Linked DNA regions of Mus musculus: region 2 is linked to region 1. A link is a contact called in public HiChIP or PLAC-seq data. All regions are on one chromosome and are shown on one strand. The core of a region is the stretch at or near the end of the contact, and the rest is flanking DNA. Distances in the headings are between cores, read along the strand shown.

The links. HiChIP or PLAC-seq counts read pairs in DNA pulled down with a chosen protein or histone mark.
Region 2: a contact with region 1 is called in a FOXA1 HiChIP or PLAC-seq map of pancreatic cancer cells. The contact joins the enhancer-like site here to the promoter of Tmod3 in region 1. A contact is called at or near these places in 5 of 39 promoter capture datasets (the 3T3-L1 cell line, erythroid cells, liver and 1 more), 9 of 484 Hi-C or Micro-C datasets (B cells, the C2C12 cell line, bone marrow-derived macrophages and 5 more), 1 of 115 datasets of contacts at active chromatin or transcription factors (pancreatic cancer cells) and 1 of 9 other capture datasets (liver).

The regions. Positions count from the first base shown.
Region 1 is chr9:75,556,147-75,561,035 of GRCm38.p6, forward strand. Tmod3 (tropomodulin 3) reads right to left here and starts at 3,511. Exons shown (of 10, transcript NM_016963.2): 1 at 3,354-3,511.
Region 2 is chr9:75,375,844-75,380,585 of GRCm38.p6, forward strand. It overlaps the pseudogene Gm5366. Among named protein-coding and RNA genes, the nearest start is that of Bcl2l10, 30 kb to the left of the region's middle. Within about 2 kb of position 3,133, at least 32 of the 459 cell types and tissues checked have an H3K27ac peak or open chromatin away from gene starts, as enhancers often do. A contact at or near this core is called in pancreatic cancer cells, where this site is marked.

The DNA of each region.
Region 1 (4,889 bases), core at 2,261-4,760:
TCTTGTGAGACTATGCCGGGGCCTAGCAAACACAGAAGTGGATGCTCACAGTCAGCTAATGGATGGATCACAGGGCTCCCAATGGAGGAGCTAGAGAAAGTACCCAAGGAGCTAAAGGGATCTGCAACCCTATAGGAGGATCAACATTATGAACTAACCAGTACCCCGGAGCTCTTGACTCTAGCTGCATATGTATCAAAAGATGGCCTAGTTGGCCATCACTGGAAAGAGAGGCCCATTGGACACGCAAACTTTATATGCCCCAGAACAGGGGAACGCCAGGGCCAAAAAGGGGGAGTGGGCGGGTAGGGGAGTGGGGGTGGGTGGGTATGGGGGACTTTTGGTATAGCATTGGAAATGTAAATGAGCTAAATACCTAATTAAAAAAAAAAAGCCATTTTCTCCCACTATCTCCATCTTATCTTCCTTTGTCTCTTCCCCTTTCTTCTTTTCCCCTCTTTCTGTTGATTTTTAACCCAGGTGTCTGTTTGTATCTGAAAATACAACCCTGCTGATCACAGTGCTTGGAGCTAGCTGGTTTCCCTTTATTCAACTCATTTTAAGTTCCAAGTGAATGTACGACATTACACTGCTCTGAGTTGATCTATCACACACACTCCAACATGACAGAAAGGGAAGGCCGGGAGAACAGATGACTAGTACATGGAAACAGACTGACTTTATTTGTTCTCTCCTGGATACACAACTACCACATGCTTTTCTTCCCTCCAAAGTGCTCTGGAGCAGGACATGGGCATAGTTCCAAAGAAAGTAAGCTTGACACAGGAATCCTATCTTACACACATAAGAACCCCAGTGTCTAGGACAGAGTAAGATGCCTACTTACTGAATTAGTTAATTACTGAAACACACACAACAAAAGAGGAAGAAAGCTGAGAGTGTACAGAAAAAGATGGAAGGAGAAGCTGGCGGGGTGGCATCCACCTGTAATCCCAGCATTCAGGATGCAGAGGCAGGAAGATCGGGAGTTCAAGGCTAACTTTGGCCACATTGTAAATCCGAGGTCCGTCTAGGGTATGTGAGACCCTGTCTCAAACAAATTTTTTTAACTGAAAATTAGACAAGTCCTGCAATCGTGTCTGATACTACAATTATCAGCACCTGTCTTAAAAGAACCATTATAAGCATCTTAAAATGTCTTTTAAAAATTATCTCCCCATTTTGGTTTTCAAAGTGTAACTTCTACTTAAGATATGCAAATTCTAAACTCCACTTCAAAATGAACAGGCATGGTGATTTATGCATGTTATGGGTGAAAAGTGTTGTCCCTACATGATGTAGGCCCTTAGGTTCTTTCTGTTGTACTGAACCTATTGTATAAATAAGCCACAAGCCAGTTGCTGGGAATTGAAAAATTATCTTTCTGCTTTTGTGGTGCTAGGTCCTTACACATGCTAGGCAAGCCTTTATTTACTGAGCTATATCTCCAGCCTGAAAAAAAATTGTTTTTACACTGAAAACCAGGAATTGTGATGGGATCTGACCTATAAGTATTTAATGTCTATCTGGTGAAGCGTGGCCTAATGGCCTACCACAAAGATGAAGGATAAATCAGCTACAGGGCAGTAATAGCCTCAAGAAGACACCTTTGGTCGGTCATTCCTGTCTAGCATCAAGGTTGGAATGATATACACATAGCCATGGTTTTCCAAATGGATTAATTCTTTAATGATAATAGGGATATGGTTCAGTGGATATGATCCAGGAGGATATGACATCAACTTCCAGGCTTCCACATGCATGTTCATACATGTGAACACACAAGAGCATGCAAAGACCTGAACACACATACACCATAGAAGGATAGGATGATCATGGGTTACCTGGCTACCACCAACCTCATTCTAAGATAAACTACAAATGCTGAGAGATGCAAGGCAAGGTCGTTTAAGATTGGAATATGATGGATGGCACGTGTAGAACCAGAGATGGGATTCAGTGTGTGTTCTCACCTTCTGAGCCTTCTCTCCTGGCCCTACTGTCAGCTCTTAATACATTATAGACATGGCCAGACTCGGTGGCTCCGTCTGTAATTCAAGTACTGGGAAGCTGAGGCTTAAAGGCCAGCCTGAGCTACACAGCTCAAAATATCAAAAAGAGATATATATGTGTATAAAATGTGTGACCAGGACTAGGAAGAGAACTAATAAAAAGGAGTCTGAGCAAAGCTATTCTTCTAAAATAATGACAGGTCAATTGATTAATCAATTTAATATGCAAAAAAAAAAACCTATTCCGAAGTTTTTCAGAAAAAGAAACATGAACTGCACTAAATGTCAGAAACCAAAGAAGACTGCTCATAGCCAGCAAATCTCCACAGGCTCATTTCCTGTTTAAGTATGACCTCCTGGGATAAGTTTTACTGCAGTGTTCATTACCAAAGAGATGACTGTGGTTTTTGGGTTTTTTTTTTTTTTTTTTTTTTTTTTTAAAGAGAAGCAGAGGTCAAGTTGGGAATGTGATTCTTAGAAGACAAGAAAGAGGGGGGTGGGTTGGATGGGAGAGTAGAAAGGGAACGTGGGTGGGGTGTGTGTGTGGTAGGATTCGAAAGGGGAAAGGGGATTCTTAAACAGAGAAGAGAGAGGGAAAGAGTCGAGAAAGAAAAGGAAAGTAAAAATTGGGGCTGTTTCCCATTTCTGTTTGTAATCAGAATGCAGACTTGCGGAGGAAACGCATCAACTTCTGTAAGCGAAGATACAACGACCCAGTCACGTCCTCAAAACAAACCCGCATCAGCTTCACAGCTGGCCCCAGCTGTGCTGCACAGGAGCCAGAAACTTATTCTAAGGCAGGGCAGAGCAGATAAGCAAAATGGCCAATGCAAGACACCAGATTTCAATCACAAAAAGGGTGTGTCCCAAGTTTTGTGGGTTTCCTCTCATCCAACAACAGCCAGGCAGCGAGATGAAGGCTGGGGTAGAGGGGCGGCAAGGCAAGGCGCTTCTCAGACAGCTTCCCAGCTACGCCGGTTCCGGAGCACCGGCCGGTCCCAAACCCAGACAGCCAAACCCCAAACCCTACGTAGACAGTCCCGAACTCCAGGAGACCGGTCTCAAATACTAGTGGCGGCCCCGAATCCCAGGCGGCCGGTTCCGAACCCCTGCTGGCCGGCCACAAGTGACTCAACCCCAGCCCAGAGCCTGCGCGCCTGGCCGCGGGCGACACCCAGCACAGCTCGCCGTCCCAGAACGGCCCGGCACCCTCTGCTCTCTAGCGAGGCCCGCGGGCAAGGCGCAGGAAGCACAGCCGCTCCCTTCTTAGTCGCCCAGGCCGGAGCGACCCGCTGCCGCGCCCGCCGACGGACTTCCTGGAAAGCACTGGGCTGAACTCACCTGTCTGGCCGCCGACCCACTGCACAGTCCGCAAGGTTTGAATCGCTCTTCCCGGCGCCCACACTCCGCGGTGCCTCAAGTTCAGGGAGTTGCCGAATCCTCCCGCCAGCTGCCCCTAAACCCGACCGCGCTGTCTGTATTGCTGGTTCCCCTTCACTGTCCCCTCCCACGCGCGTGCGTACTCGTGGGGCAGACTGCATGCTGGGAGTTGTAGTTCAAGGGAGAAGGGTGCGGCTCCATACATACGGACCTGGTCCTTTACAATGGGAAGGGTGTTGTTATAAGAGGGTACAGACACTAGGCTGAGAAAAATGCTTTCTGCTCCTGTATATGTACCTGCCCGTGACCCTCTGGAAGGTAGAAAGCCTATCTATAGGCTTTTTTTTTTTTTTTTTTTTTTTTTTTGGGTAATACATTTCCTTCTTGCATGGTGGGCCTTTTGTAAACAAATAATACAGAGTAAGGCTTTTCTTAATCCCTTGGTTACTAATGGGAGAGCGTGATAATGGGAAAGCCTTTCAAACTTGTCATGGAAGACAGATAAAAGCTAAGGAACTGGGATCGTAGCACAGTTGGTAGGGTGCTTACACAAGCATACACAAAGCCCTAGATTTAATTCCAAATAATGTATAAATTGGATGTGGTGTTACATGCCTGTAATCTCAGATCCCAGCAATTGAAGCAGAGGGAGGGGTACCAGAAGTTTATCAGTCAGTTACATACAGAGTTCAAGGCCAGTCTGGGCTACATGAGGTTTTTTTGGTTTGGGTTTTGTTTTGTTTTGTTTTGTTTTGTTTTGTCTTTTTAAAGCAATTTATGGCAGAAAAGGTCATAAATCGCACCAAGGTGTGGTGCCTCTAACTAAACAAAGGAGTAAAGGTGAGAAGCAGAGATATATTTCATTAATGCACACACCTAGGAAAGGATCAGATAAAGAAGTCAATAAGCCCATATGAGCTTTAGATTTAAGCAGAGCAACTGGGGCAGGAAGCATTCTTGTATGTATAATTGAGCAATCCTGGTCACAATGTGTCCTGGCTGGTCATTCTTTAAGACTGGTTCTGCAAGTTGTTCCCAAGAGTCCCTTTTGCCTGAGGGGGCAATGTCATTCTCAGAGGATAAGTGCTCATGTTCCAAGATGCATCCTCCCCACCATGGATGGGATGGGTAACTGACCATTTTCATGGAATCCAAAGTGACCACAGGTGCCTTTGAGGAGTAATTGTAAAAGCTGACTCTAAGATGTCTCTCATACTTTAGTTTTATGCCTTTATCCTGAAGGACCATGAGAGAAGTCCTTGAATGGTAAATATGTCCACATGCAGAGGTACCTAGGCAACCCAAAACAGGAAGGCAGACACAAAATGAAAGCATAGATGTTAGGGGTTACTCTGTTTTTAGTTATCTTATGGGTCCAAGCAAGGCAGTGGTTTTTAACAGATGCTGTTTCTAATCACCTGGTAGACAGCATGTGCCCATTTTCCTGCTCCATCCCATCTTCCCGTTCCAACTTTGTGTTCTACAACAGGCAGTGCG
Region 2 (4,742 bases), core at 1,883-4,382, 180 kb before region 1:
TTGACCATCATGCTGAATGCCATGTTCAAGGTAGTAGAGTTCCCAGCAGGCATTGCCAATCTGGACACCTGCCTGCCCCATGTGGATAGGGATATACTCATGCATGCTGAACTCCTAGCAGAGCACCTCAACCGATCCTCAGCGCTGCTCCTCAACTGCCGCTTGTGCGCCCCATCCCGGATTTTTAAAGCATCGTAATATGGGTTTATCGTAGACAGCAGAAAGAGGAAATTCTTTTAAGTTTGAAATTTATTAATTTACTTATTTAGGGGCCAAGGTCTCTCTCTAGCCCTGACTCTCCTGGAACTCACTCTCTTGACCAAGCTGGCTTCTAACTCACAGGGTACCTGCCTCTGTTTCCCAAGTACTGGATCTAAAGGCACATGCCATCGTGCCCAGTTTCTTTCTTTTATGTGTATGGGTGTTTTGCTTCCATGTATGTCTGTAGCCCACATGTGTGCAGTGCCCACGGATGTCAGAAGAGGCTGTCAGATCCCCTGTAAGTGGAGTTAGTTATCAGCCATCATGTGGGTCCTCTGGAAAAAAAATCAATGCTCTTAACCTCTTGGCCATCTTTCTAGGCCCAGATTTTATTTCTTGATCTATTCAGCCAGCCTCTGTGCCCTTCCCCCAACCTTGAGCAGGCTGGCTTGGACCTGGCTTGCCACAGTTGTGAGTCCACCTAGGGTGGAGTCTTCCAACCTAGGTAAAGTCTATTGTCCTTTCCTCCAAGACACCACTACCTGCTGAGAGGCTGAACCTGTTCTGACTCTGTCCTGGACAAAGCAGTGATCCTGACAATGAAGCAATGAGATCCTGGCGTGGTGGGGGATGGGCCCCCACCTTACTCCCCACCCTGCCTTTATAAGCTCAGACTCTCAAGTAAACATTGGCCTTGATCAGAGAACTTGACTGGCTCTTTATGTCACTCAAAGCCTTTCTTTCCCATACAAGACCCCATCTTCTTTTCAGGAACCCATAACCCATGGGCTACTACTACAAGCGGCTACAAGCCTCTGCCTTTTGATTAGAGTGTTAAGGCCATTACTATTTAAAGTTACTTTGGAAGGTTGTGCATTGAGTGCATTTCATTGTCTTTTTGCTGTTTGTGTTTTGTTTTGTTTCCTAGACAGGGTTTCTCCGTGTTGCCTTGGCTGTCCTAGAACTTACTTGTGGACCAGGCTGGCCTTGAACTCAGAAATCTGCCTGCCTCTGCCTCCCGAGTGCTGGGATTCAGTGGGATCCAACCACCATGCCCGGCACTGTTTATGTTCTTAGTCATACTTTGTTTTGGTGGTTACATCTTTGTTTTCTTTCTACAGCACCTTGGCTATACTTATTCCTCTCTTCAGGCTGGAGAATTGCTTCCAATATTCTGGGTATGGATTCTTTTAAGCTTTTTTTTACCATTTTTTTTTCCTTTCTCTAACTATGGCAGATAGTTTTGCTAGGTACAACAGTCCAAGCTAGTAGCTGTGGTCTCTTATAACGTGGAATGCATTGCTTCAAGATCTTCTAGCTTTCAACATTTCTATTAAGAAGCCAGATGTTTGGCTAGAGAGATGGCTCAGCGGTTAAGAGCACTGACTGCACTTCCAAAGGTCCTGAGTTCAATTCCCAGCAACCACATGGTGGCTCACAACCATCTGTAATGAGATCTGATGCCCTCTTCTGGCCTGTAGGCATACATGCAGACAGAACACTGTATTCATAATAAATCTTTTAAAAGATGTTGCCAGACAGTGGTGGCACACACCTTTAATCCCAGCTCTCAGGAGGCAGAAGCAGATCTCTGTAAGTTTAAAGACAGACTGGTCTATAGAGTGAATCCCAGGATAGCCATCTCTACACAGAAAAACCCTGTCTCAAAAACCAAACAAAAGCAGCGGTGGCGTATGTCTTTAATCCCAGCACTTGGGAGGCTCTGCAGGTGGATTTCTGAGTTCAAGGACAGCCTGGTTTACAGAGTGAGTTCCAGGACAGCCAGGGCTATATAGAGTAAACCCTGTCTCAAAAAACCAAGTTATTCTTTTTTATATGACTTACATTTTTTTCCCTAGCCATTTTCAATACTCTGTTGTCTACATAGTGTTTTAACTGTGAAATGCCCTGGGGAGTTTTTCTGGTCTCACGTAGTTGATGTGATGTTCTATGCACTCCTTGCATCTGTATGGGTATGTCTTCTGTTAGTTTGAGGAAGTCTTTTATGAACCTGTTGAAAATCTGTTTATTCCATTGACTTAGAACTCTTCTACTTCATCCATACCTATAATCTGAAGATCTAGTCTTTGCATGGCATTCCATAGTTCCTGCATATCCCAGCCCCGCCTCACCCCACCAAGTATGTGTTTCATAATCTTTGTTTGTGTGGTCTGATTCTTCTACTGGATCTTCAAGTCCTAATAGTCTATCTTCTATTTGATCCACTCTACTTGTAAGGGCTTCCCTTGATTTTTCTAGTTGGGGTATTTTAATTCCATCTTCATCCCAGCCTATGTGCTCATCGATATTTCTCTTTATTGGATTCTGTTTTCAAATTCTAGATTGTCATTTCATTCAGAATTATGTTTGTGTTTTCTTGGGCATCATTTCAATGTTTTTTTTTAAAAAATATTTTAAGATCATGTAAGACCTATTTTTTTAAGATTTATTTTATTTATATGAGTACACTGTAGCTATCTTCAGACACACCAGAAGAGGACATCAGATCTCATTACAGATAGTTGTGAGCCACCGTGTGGTTTCTGGATTTGAACTCAGAACCTTTGGAAGAGCAGTCAGTGCTCTTACCCACTGAGCCATCTCTCCAGCTCTCAATGTTTATTCTTTTATTACATTTTCTTTAAGTTCATTGAACTCCTTGTGTTATCTTTGCACTCCTTGACTTCTTTGAAGCTTATGAGTATTCTTTTAGGTTCTGTGCTCTTGGGTTCATCTAGGTAATTCTACAGGATTGGGGGATTGGGGGAGGGGCACATACTGTCTTGATCTTTTATAGTGTTTGTTTTTTCAATGACGCCTGGGCATGCAGACATCTTTTGTTTGTTCTGTGTCAGTTATGGAGTCACCAGGCTGGGCTGCAGTGTAAGATGTATTGGCTCCCATTAGTCCTGGAGGTTGGTTGTGACACAGGCCAAAGTTGTGTGGTGGAAGGTGGGGCTGGGCTGGGCTGGGCTGGGCTGGGCTGGGCTGGGCGGGTAGGCAGGATATGTGTCATGGCCAAATCCTGGCAGTTGGGTATGATGATATGGGTAGAGCAGACCCAGGCTCTACCTGGGAATCTGAGAGCATATGCATAGGATTGAATCAGAGAGATACATCAAGCTTGGCCATAGCTCAAGATGTGCCGGTAGGACTGGGTTTGGAGGTTAGATACGCCAGCGTGGTATGAAGTCAAGTGGTAGGAGGGGAGCCTGTGCTGGCAGGTACAATGTGCCTCCTGGTCAAAAGCTGAGTGTTGGGGACTGTCCAGACTAGGCCAGGTACTGGATATGGGCCCCAGACTAGATCTGGGGTTTGGGGATGGTGTGTGGAGGGGAAGATCAGGTGATGGGCTCACCAGGCTAGGCCCTGGTGCAAGATTAATAAAGAGAGGGACAGTAACACACCTCTGTCCCTGGAACTTCCCAGGCAGTGGGTAAAGCCAGGAAATCAGTCAGGGCCAGAGTGCAGGAGCCATGTGATGTAGACTGAGGAGTGGGGGAGAGGGATGTGCCCCTCCCAGGCTTCTGTGCATTAGCAGGAGAGTCGGTTAGATGCTGTGCTCAAGGGGTGAGGCAGTCTAACAGTTTTAGAGCATCAGCCTGTGGGCTGCAGAGATGATGCAGCAGTTAAGAGTGCGTGCTGCTCTTACAGAAGGCCTGGGTTCAGTTCCCAACAACCATATCAGGTAGTTTACAACTGCCTGTCATGCCAGCAACTCCAGGGCACCTAACGCCTCTTCTGCCTTCTCAGGAGCAAGACATACACACACACACACATACACACACATACACACACACACACACACACACACACACACACTCTCTCTCACACACACACATACACACACACACACTCACACACTCTCTCTCACACACACAAACACACACACACAGTCTCTCTCTCTCTCTCTCTCACACACACACATACACATACATACACACTCTCTCTCGTTCACTCACACACATACACACACACTCTCTCACTCACTCACTCACACACAAACACATACACTCACACACACACACACACACTCACACTCTCACACAAATTTATAAATAATATTTTATTAATAATCTTTAAAAATTAAAAAGGGCTCAATCTGCCTGGGCGTGGAAGTTCATACCTATAATCCTGGCACTTGGGAGGCTGAAGCAGACAAATGGCTGAGTGCTAGATTATGATGGTGCATTTTAGTTGTGAATTGAGGATAAGGGAGCAGCAGGGAGTCTGTCAGGGTGGTGGTCAAATCCCTAAGGGCAAGCTGCAACTTACAGTGGCCAAAGCTAGGGAGGTGGTGAGAGGCTGATTCTTGCTATTGCCACAGAACCTACAGACGGATCAGGCGTGGATTCTAGAGAAGGAATAGAATGCTTACCCAAGGCTAGAGAAGGGAGGCTTTGGCTCCTGATCCCAGGCTTTGACTTCCTGATGAATAGGTTTGTTTGGGGCTTAGGGACAAAGCAGACTGCTCTTGGCAAACCTGGAAAGTGGATGTAAATCAGGCTGGCCTTTGGGGGTAGAAGGCTGCCCACATAGAA